2 separate regions of the Rattus norvegicus genome follow, and region 1 is linked to region 2. The links are chromatin contacts, called in public Hi-C maps. All regions are on one chromosome and are shown on one strand. The core of a region is the stretch at or near the end of the contact, and the rest is flanking DNA. Distances in the headings are between cores, read along the strand shown. Region 1 holds the start of Slc35b4 (solute carrier family 35 member B4). Region 2 holds the start of Lrguk (leucine-rich repeats and guanylate kinase domain containing).

Region 1 (4,117 bases), core at 677-3,176, 150 kb before region 2:
GGCATAGGTCAAGACAGAAATACGGAGAAAGATCCAGAGCCTATGCAGACACTCAAGCTCCCTCTTTGTTCATTTACCTAAGCCCATTTTGATTTTTATCTGGGACTCAGGAATTGGTGTTTAGAACATCCTCTCAAGTGCTCCCAAGCTTGGCGTGTGCATGGGCGGGGTAGATGGGAAGTAAAGGACACAGTCCCCAGGCCAATCAGAGCAAAGGCTCAGCTTTTCTCTAGGCAGAAGCATCTACAGATGTCACTGCTTAGGCAACAAACTTAGGTGTCTTCTTTACTTGGTTAGCAATGGAGTGGCTCTGATATTTCTGGGTTTGGTTTCGTTGTTCAACAAATTGTTACAGTCTCTCATGTGACTCTATTATGTAGCCAGGCTTTGAGAACTAAGTTGAGTAAAGGATGCTTCTCAGCCTTGGGGTTTCAGTGACACATGATACTTGGTCCCATTCCCTGAGGATTTTGGTGTAACCAGGCTGAGATGGCACCTTAAAGATGACCTGCTGATGTCACTGATCCCAGCCCTTTAAATACTTCCTCCCCCCTTCACCCCCTGACCCCGCCAGCTCTCAACTTCAGCACAGAGTCAAATCACCTGGGGAAACTCTGAGAATGCCAATGTTTAAGCACTCCAGTCAAAAATGGCCATCCCTGGACGGGAAAGATGCTTCTGTGGTTAAGAGCACTGGCTGCTCTGGCAGGAAACCCAGGTCCAACTTGGAGCAACCAGAGGTTGGCTCGGAACCTCTGTAACTCCAGTTCTAGATCTGATGCCTTTTTCTGGCCTCTGAGGGCACCCAGAGCACACATGTTGCACAGATATACATGCAGGCAAAACAAACCTATTCACACCAGCATTTAAGTGGTGAAAGGAAACACTTGCCCCCTTTCCTTCAGCTGAAGGCTCATGGCATTTGTTACTGAGGCTCTTGGTGTTCACTCCCATTCAACAGTGATAGAAAGAAAGACTGCATGGTGACCGCCAACAATGTACATAGGCCAGTGCTTTTGTGTTCTGTGTTTGTACACCTAGCAGACCGGTTTTTGAAAGATGTGATAAATTAACAACCCTGTTTCCCACTTCCCATTATGTAATATTAGTGTTACTGTAATTGTTAGTGTAATTGCATCCACAGGACGGGAGGCAAATTAGGGGATAAACATAAACACTATGAAGTTTTCCTCAAGATTCACAACAGACTTCACAGAGGTTTCCCCAAGTCGAGACCCAGAGATCTTATCTGAACCCTGGGGCATGCATGCTCTAAATGATGGTTACTGAGCTAGCCTTGGACTTTTCTGAATTACACTTCTTATGTGCGGTCCTGAACTCTGAATTTTCAATAAGCACTAATGCATTCTGAAATTGGAACCGTCCTTCTTTAAAAGGAGAATAGGAACAAGAACACCTTTTATGAGTTAAAACAAACTCACTATTTTATGAGCACCTTAAGCTGGCAAAATGCCAGCATAAGACAATATGTGCTCAGCGCCTCCACAAAAATCACAACATAAAGCAATACACTCACTATGCTAGTCTTTTCTTCAACAACTAGTACTAAGACAGGCCTATTTACCCCTATGATGAGAGTGGCAGTTCAAGCCAAGGCTCAACCTCAAAACTTTTGGGTTCACTGTTTTCCTAGAAGTCTGTTTAGATTTTACAGGAATTTCTACGCTCGCTCAGTTTCAGGTGAGTTGTTTCAGATGCTAGAATACTCTAATGAGTAGTCACAAGTCTAGAACACACAAGCTATTTTGTTGAATCTCATTCCCTACGGAACACGAACAGCATTGGGACTTTATTTCCCAGAAGGCAGTGCGGCATTGGATCACGCGAGGCTTCCGGGAAACTTGCCTGTTTTTTTCACGCCTGCCGTAAAGGCGCGCGTTCTGCTGGGACATGTAGTTTGGACAGCCCTTGGACAGCCCCTCAAATGAATGGGACTGGGTAAAATTGAGAACTACAGCTCCTTGTCTGGCCGCGTCTGTAGCAGCCGCAGAGGAAGAGTTGATCAAGAAGGTCCTCAGAGAGGGAACTGCTGGCCGTGGTGATGTTGCGCGCGGGTTTTCTAGGGTAGCGATCTGGAAGGGCGCTTTTTCTGCGCGCTGGCTCCCCGTGCCCCGCACCGGCCATGCGCCCGGCCTTCGCGGTGGGCCTGGTGTTCGCAGGCTGCTGCAGTAATGTGATCTTCCTAGAGTTGCTGGCCCGGTGAGTGACCCTCTCGGGCCGCGCCCAGGTTCTCCAGGCTGGTCCGGGGCTGCTCGCCCTAGCCCCCTCCCTACCCGGCTATACGGGATACCCACGCAGTCAGCAACTCCGCAACCCTGGCACTCCTCCAGGTTACATCCCCTGTGCTCTCGGCATCTCGATGCCACACTTTGGGAGTTTGAAGCCTGGAGACTTTTTCATATGACTGATCCTAGGTCTCAAGGAGCCCCTCTCCTTACTACTCATCCAGCTCTAGCGCCTTTCGCTGCCTAGTCAATGAATGACACGTGTCTATCTGTAGCAAAAGTTTCTCACAGTCCTGTTTTGTACACGTTGCAAAGAAAGTTTCGTTTGCGTGTGTGTTGACATGTCTTGCAAAGCATTTGTTTTTATTGGTCGTAGAAAAGGATGGTTCTGAGCACTTAGACTTGTGAGTGATGCGGTGCAGATAACTACTGTCACCATGGTCCCTGAGCATTTAGCACATTACAGTCTTTAGTTGAGAAGCGTGCACTTTTGAAATGTATTTGGGAACAGGGTTGGCTTTGTGCTAGTGTCTTACGAATACTGTTGGGTAACGCTGTGCAAAGTTCAGTAGGCAGAAGTTAGAAAAGAGACAGGAGGTGGACTGGAAACCAATTAGGACTAAACAGCTCGAGTTAGTAATTTCAGGATTGGCTCCTCTGGCAATATAGCCTTGGCCAGTTACTTAGCTTCTCTGGGTCTCCTTTTTCAGGCAGTTGAATACTATCTTAGTTCAGCCTGCATGCTTCTGAATCTATCTGCTGTGTGTCGGTTGACTATCGGAACAACCCTATGATCGAGTTACATTGTTTTGCTGAAAGAGTGGCAGAGCAAGAAATGGGGTCAAAGATGTCTCTCCAAGCTCCTAACCCAGTAACATTTCCAGATCCCTTTCATTTTTGAACTTGAGTTTTGAACATAGTGTGATGTCTGGTAGCAGTGTATTCTATTTGATACTGTTGGTTTAAGCCCTTGTGAAGTAAGCAGTTTATTAATGGTCAACTCTGGGTTATTGTTTACCATTAGAGAACTTATCATTTTATTATGCAGAGTATTGATGAAGATTGATTGTCTTGGGAATGAAAATATACTTCAAAAGAAGGAGACTTTGGAATTTGATATATTTAATATATTTTTAAATAAGAAGGTGATATATTCAGGCCAGCTATATAAACAAAATCAGATAATTGCATTGAATACGCCACTAAATTAGGTGAAATCTCTGTGTTCTAGCTTAGGAGCTCTTGGCTACAGCACTGTTAGCAACCATCATACGGGTAGGTGATAGCTCCTTCATTCCCATGGTTTTGAATGAGATGCATGAGGAACACTGGCTGCACACGGGTGGCTTGCCTTGCCTTCTCCCTTACAATTTGTTAAAGTACAGGCATACATTGGCTTGTTGTTGTTGTTGTTGTTTTGTTTTGTTTGTTTTTTGTGATAGTCCAGAAAAGTTCCTTTGTAAATCTGCATTTTGTGCACAACTGAGAGTTTTCCTTAAGAGGTAAGGAAGGGGACTTATTAATGTAGTACATGAGACTGATAGCACGAATTGCCTGATTTGCTTAAGTAAACTCTGACTTCCCACTGTAAAGCCGTGAAATCTGACTTGATTGGGCCAGATAGTCTTTAAAGTTCCTTCTAGATATGATCTTGAAATTTGTGGCTTTGATCTTGAGGAATTACCACAGAAAGCTCATTATAAAGCAGGAGCTGGGCTTTTGAAATGGCTTCCTTGGAACACTTAGGTGTCGCTCTGAATACAAAGGCTGAAAGACTTGTTGAAAGAAGGGAGTGTTGAGCCATTTTTCCCCAACTGAAAAACAGATTCAGTTTCTTCTTGCTGACTTTTGTAGACCTTTAATTGGTGCCA
Region 2 (4,349 bases), core at 1,109-3,608:
TTACTGTTTTTAGTATCAAGACTCTATTATGATAAGTATTTATTTTTTTACTATGCTTTTTATTTGCATATGTGTTTGTATGCATGTACACATACCACAGCAAATGTGTGGAGGTCATAGGACAACTTTAGGGAGTCCAGTCTCTTCTTCCACTCTGTGGGTCAAGGGGATTGAACTCAGGTCATGTAGTTTGGCAGCAAGTCTCTTTACATGAGAAGCCATCTTGCCGGCTGTACACTAAGCACTTTACATAGAGGATATCATTCAGTTATTTTACGAGACAGAGAGCACCATCAAGCCCATATTTTGAGTTCTAGACAAGCTAAATGACTTATACAGAATCTTGGTACTAACAAAAGGCTAGCCCATGTCTCCACCACTAGCCTTTCATCCCAAAGGCTGTGCTCCAAACAGCTGGTCTCAACTGCTTCCCTTAGGGCTTCGGTAGTTTGAAGGAGCTGTATTGCTGTGGCCACCACATTATTACTTGGAGTCAGGGTAAGATACGAGAAATAAACCACACTTTACAACTTCTCAGTACATTCCACACTTTAAAACGTAATACCATGAAAAGTCAGTATCGAAACAAACTTTTTTCTCAACATATTCTCCAAACCAGAAAGGGGTAGCCAGTTGGGTGGACCCCCTTCTACGGCGCGTTAATGGCATCCTGAAGACAGATTAATGATGGCACTAATGAACCCATATCTAAGGAGCCTGCGCTAATTAGAATCATAAACTATGCTTGTGGTTCATTTGTGAATTCCTCTGGGGTGGAAGGTGGTGGAAACCACACAAACATTTGAAAGGAGCACAAACACGGCCAGTTTGTGGTAGTCACTGGTGAAAGCAGCGAAATTAACCAGCAAAGAATAAAATAAATAACGGCCTTCCTGGTCAAGTTCACTATCATCATCATTGTCGTCACCATTATTTTTTAAGGCTCTCACTGTGTGGTTCTAGCAACATTTCCAGCTAATCAGGAACTGGGTATGTAGACCAGGCTAACCTCTAATTCACGATAATCTTCCCATCTCTGCTTCTCAGTACAGGGAGTGTAGGTCAGAACACCAATGCCAGCACATTGCTATAGCCAACTTCAACAGCATTATAATGGAACTAGCACGAAGGACCACGTGGAAAAGGAAAAAGGAAATGAGGGATGAGGTGGGAAAACGGACCAAATATTCCTAGTGCACAAAAGGGCATCAGAGACAAGAGCCCAAGGAAAGGAGGACGGGGCTGGAGTAATGGAAGGTCAGAGGCGGGGGAAGAATAAGAAAGAAGACCAGAAAACATGTCTGACATCAGGGAGAAAGGTAGCTTGAAAAGGACATATGTGTGAAGAAGCTGAAAAGATGTATACACTGAAGGAGAAGAGGTGGGGAGGGGGGAGCCCGATATAAAGGTAAGAACTAGGAACGCTGTGTAGAAAAATAGTTAAGAGTGCTAGGAACACTCCCATAAGCCAACCGCTCTCCTGACTGAGGGTGAGCTGGCTCTCTCTGATCATGCTATGAATCCCTTCTTAACCAGAAAGAGTGTGAGTGCTTAATGAAGCACTTAAATACCGGTAGCAGAACTAACATATAAAACTTATATAAGTTATTTTTTCTTCAACAGAGCATTTGGATTTTTTTTTTTTAATTTTTTTTCACCCTGGAAGAAAGAAGAAGATGAATGGCCCATAACTGGGAATAGTGCAGAAGTACTTCAGTTTGGGGAGACCAATGCTTGCCTATTTTGTAATAATGCATGATTTTGTCAATGCATAATTTTGAAAGCATTAAACCCAACCATGAAAAGAAAGTAAATATTTGGAGGGTTTATTCCCCCTCCTCCAAGACAGGAGGGAAGGACGCCAGAAATTTGGGGAAAAGAAATAAGCAGCAAAGAAAAGCCCTTGTCCTTTGGGCGGAAAGGAGTGGACTGAAACCAGGGCACTGCAGAAGCAAGCTGTCACTGAGGCAGCCAGGCTGGGCGGCTAGAGGGAGCCCGAGACTGGGGTGGGGAGTTGGGGGGAGAGGGAGGCACACCTCCAAATTCTGCATTTCGGACTCCTCTGACTCTTCGGATTCTCCTTCCTCCTGCTGCTCTTCTTGCTCCACTTCTGCCTCGTGAGAGCGGTGGATGAGCTGGTGGAGGAGGTAAGAGGAGGCGCTTCTGAAAGTCCCTTTTGATCTCAGTCCCATGGGAAAAGTAGGCCATCGCTTCTGAGGTTCTTTGTCTGTGAGTGACAGTATCGCCTGGGCTACAGCGCGAGAAGCACCCAAACTCCGCTGGAAACGGGTCCCTTTCCATCTCGAGGGACTTCCCTCGAAGGTCGCCATCTTGTTTATACACGTTGCCTAGGAGACTGACGCTTTGGCCCGCGGCCGTGCAAGGAATTCTGGGGGCTGTAGTCCCAAGCTTCCGTGCTTGCGCAGTCTGTCAAGGTCTCTGCTGCCATTCAATTTTGCAGCCCTCTGCTGCTTCTTTTATTTTCCTCTTTACGTTCATTCGCTAGTTTTATTCCTTTTTGCTTGTATCTTTCACTCCTTTTCTCCACCCACTTTCTTTGTCTCCTGCTGCCTGTCCTTCTTAAACCTTGTTCATCTCACATTTGATAACATTCACCCAAGCATCTCCAATCTAGCTTCATTCACACCATCGAAATTTGGAAGGATTTGGCATCCCTAATTCTGTTGATCGGAAAACTAGTAAAGATGAAATTTAACACTATGCACAGCGCAGAGGAAGGAAATGACGCCATGACATTGATGATTGAGAAGACCTGACTCCTTTCCTTTTCCTTTCATTTTGAATGTGGAAGAGAAACTAGCAAAGGATCTTTGAGAGCTCATTTGCAGTTAATTTACATACCTGTTCAACTCTAAGTCTGGTTCTTGGGGGAGAAAAAACTAGGAGGAGGGGCGGATTGGGGAAGGGAAGGGAAGGAAGGAAAGGGGAGGAGAAAGAAGGAAAACAAACGGAACTGACATTGTAGTGTATCTTAACGCCTTTGAAGAGCTGTTAGTATTCCATAAATAATTGTATTAGTCAAGTGACCTGCATCGGTAATTATTTTCATCCTGCTGAGTAGTTTTATCAACTGTACTTCTTACAGGATTAGAAAACATGGTTTCATGCTTGTGCGATTTTTATGAAACCCAAATCCTATAGCCTTAAGTTCCATAAAGTAAACACTCCAGAGAAAGGCAGAACGAGAACTGTAGTAACTATTATCGCCATAGCGATGACACTAGAGATCCTGACGGGGAAGTTGTCCTCATCCTCTGGCCTTAGTGGGCCATTTCTCCATGCTTCGGTGACAGCCATTACAAATACAAAATGATCCTGTCAATGGCTGTCAGGGGAAAAGGAGAAATAATTCTTATGGACACCATCCATTGACTATTATCTTTCTTAGTGCTTGAGGGACCATTAAAACTGACATAAAGTTTTCAGAATTACCTCCCTTCATTATGCTGCAGCTTATCACTGGAAAGGGCGCAATGAAAGTGTCTCTCCTCGAGGTCTGCCTTGCTCCTTATCTCTTTCTCTAGTGGGTACCGATTCTGACAAGGGATTTCTTTCCAACCTCATTGCCTGAGGGTCTGGCTCTGCCTAACCCGGAAGACTATACTGCTCTCCCCTTGTGGAGATTATAAAAATGCAAACCGTATGTGTGTTTTCAATAACTTAATCGGCATTTGTAGCAGAGGGAACTTTGCCAACGGCAATCTACTGAGAAAAAATGTTTGATGGTAGAGTTAGGATCTGTCAAAGAATAATTTCAAAATTTGAAAAACATGTTTGTCCTACAAAGACTAGAGTGAAACACAGCAAAGAGATTATTTGTCTCAATTGGTCCTGTGCTCTGGGTATATGGACGCTAGTTCTGTGCCCCAAGGTCACGTTTAGGTCTGGACGTGGGCATTGTATTAACCGGTGTGCTGTAAAGAGTGCTCCTCAATCTCTGTTGGACAAGAAAAGGCTCAAGCCCAGACTGGGGAAGCAAGAGAGGAAGGCAGAACTTGAGATAGAGTAGGAAGTCTCAGGTAGGCAGGAAGAACCAAGAGCACACAGCCAAGAGAAGCTCACCCTGAGGACACACAGGAAACAGAACGAGCCTCAGTTGGCAAGTAGCGGGATACTCATCCGGTTATATAGCCTCGATGGGCTGTCACAGTCTCAGAACCTGTTCAGCTTAGGTTTATAGCTTGTTAATGAATTCTGATGTCTTTGTGTTGTTTACTCCAGAGCTAAATGGGAAAGAGTGTGGCAGAAACTGCCCACACCCCTAAAATGACATCAATAATTACTCAGGTCAATCCGTGAGGGATTGTTAAAGATGGCAGCCGTGTTCA

What was found. A called contact is a pair of places that touch in the nucleus more often than the background predicts.
Region 1: a contact with region 2 is called in a Hi-C map of liver, with 2.4 times the contacts expected there. The contact joins the promoter of Slc35b4 here to the promoter of Lrguk in region 2. A contact is called at or near these places in 2 of 12 Hi-C or Micro-C datasets (the A7r5 cell line and liver).

What each region holds. Positions count from the first base shown.
Region 1 is chr4:63,764,005-63,768,121 of GRCr8, reverse strand. Slc35b4 (solute carrier family 35 member B4) reads left to right here and starts at 1,926. Exons shown (of 10, transcript NM_001106590.1): 1 at 1,926-2,220. The coding sequence starts at 2,144.
Region 2 is chr4:63,612,470-63,616,818 of GRCr8, reverse strand. It overlaps Lrguk (leucine-rich repeats and guanylate kinase domain containing), which reads right to left and starts at 2,358. Exons shown (of 16, transcript NM_001401524.1): 1 at 2,037-2,358. The coding sequence starts at 2,330.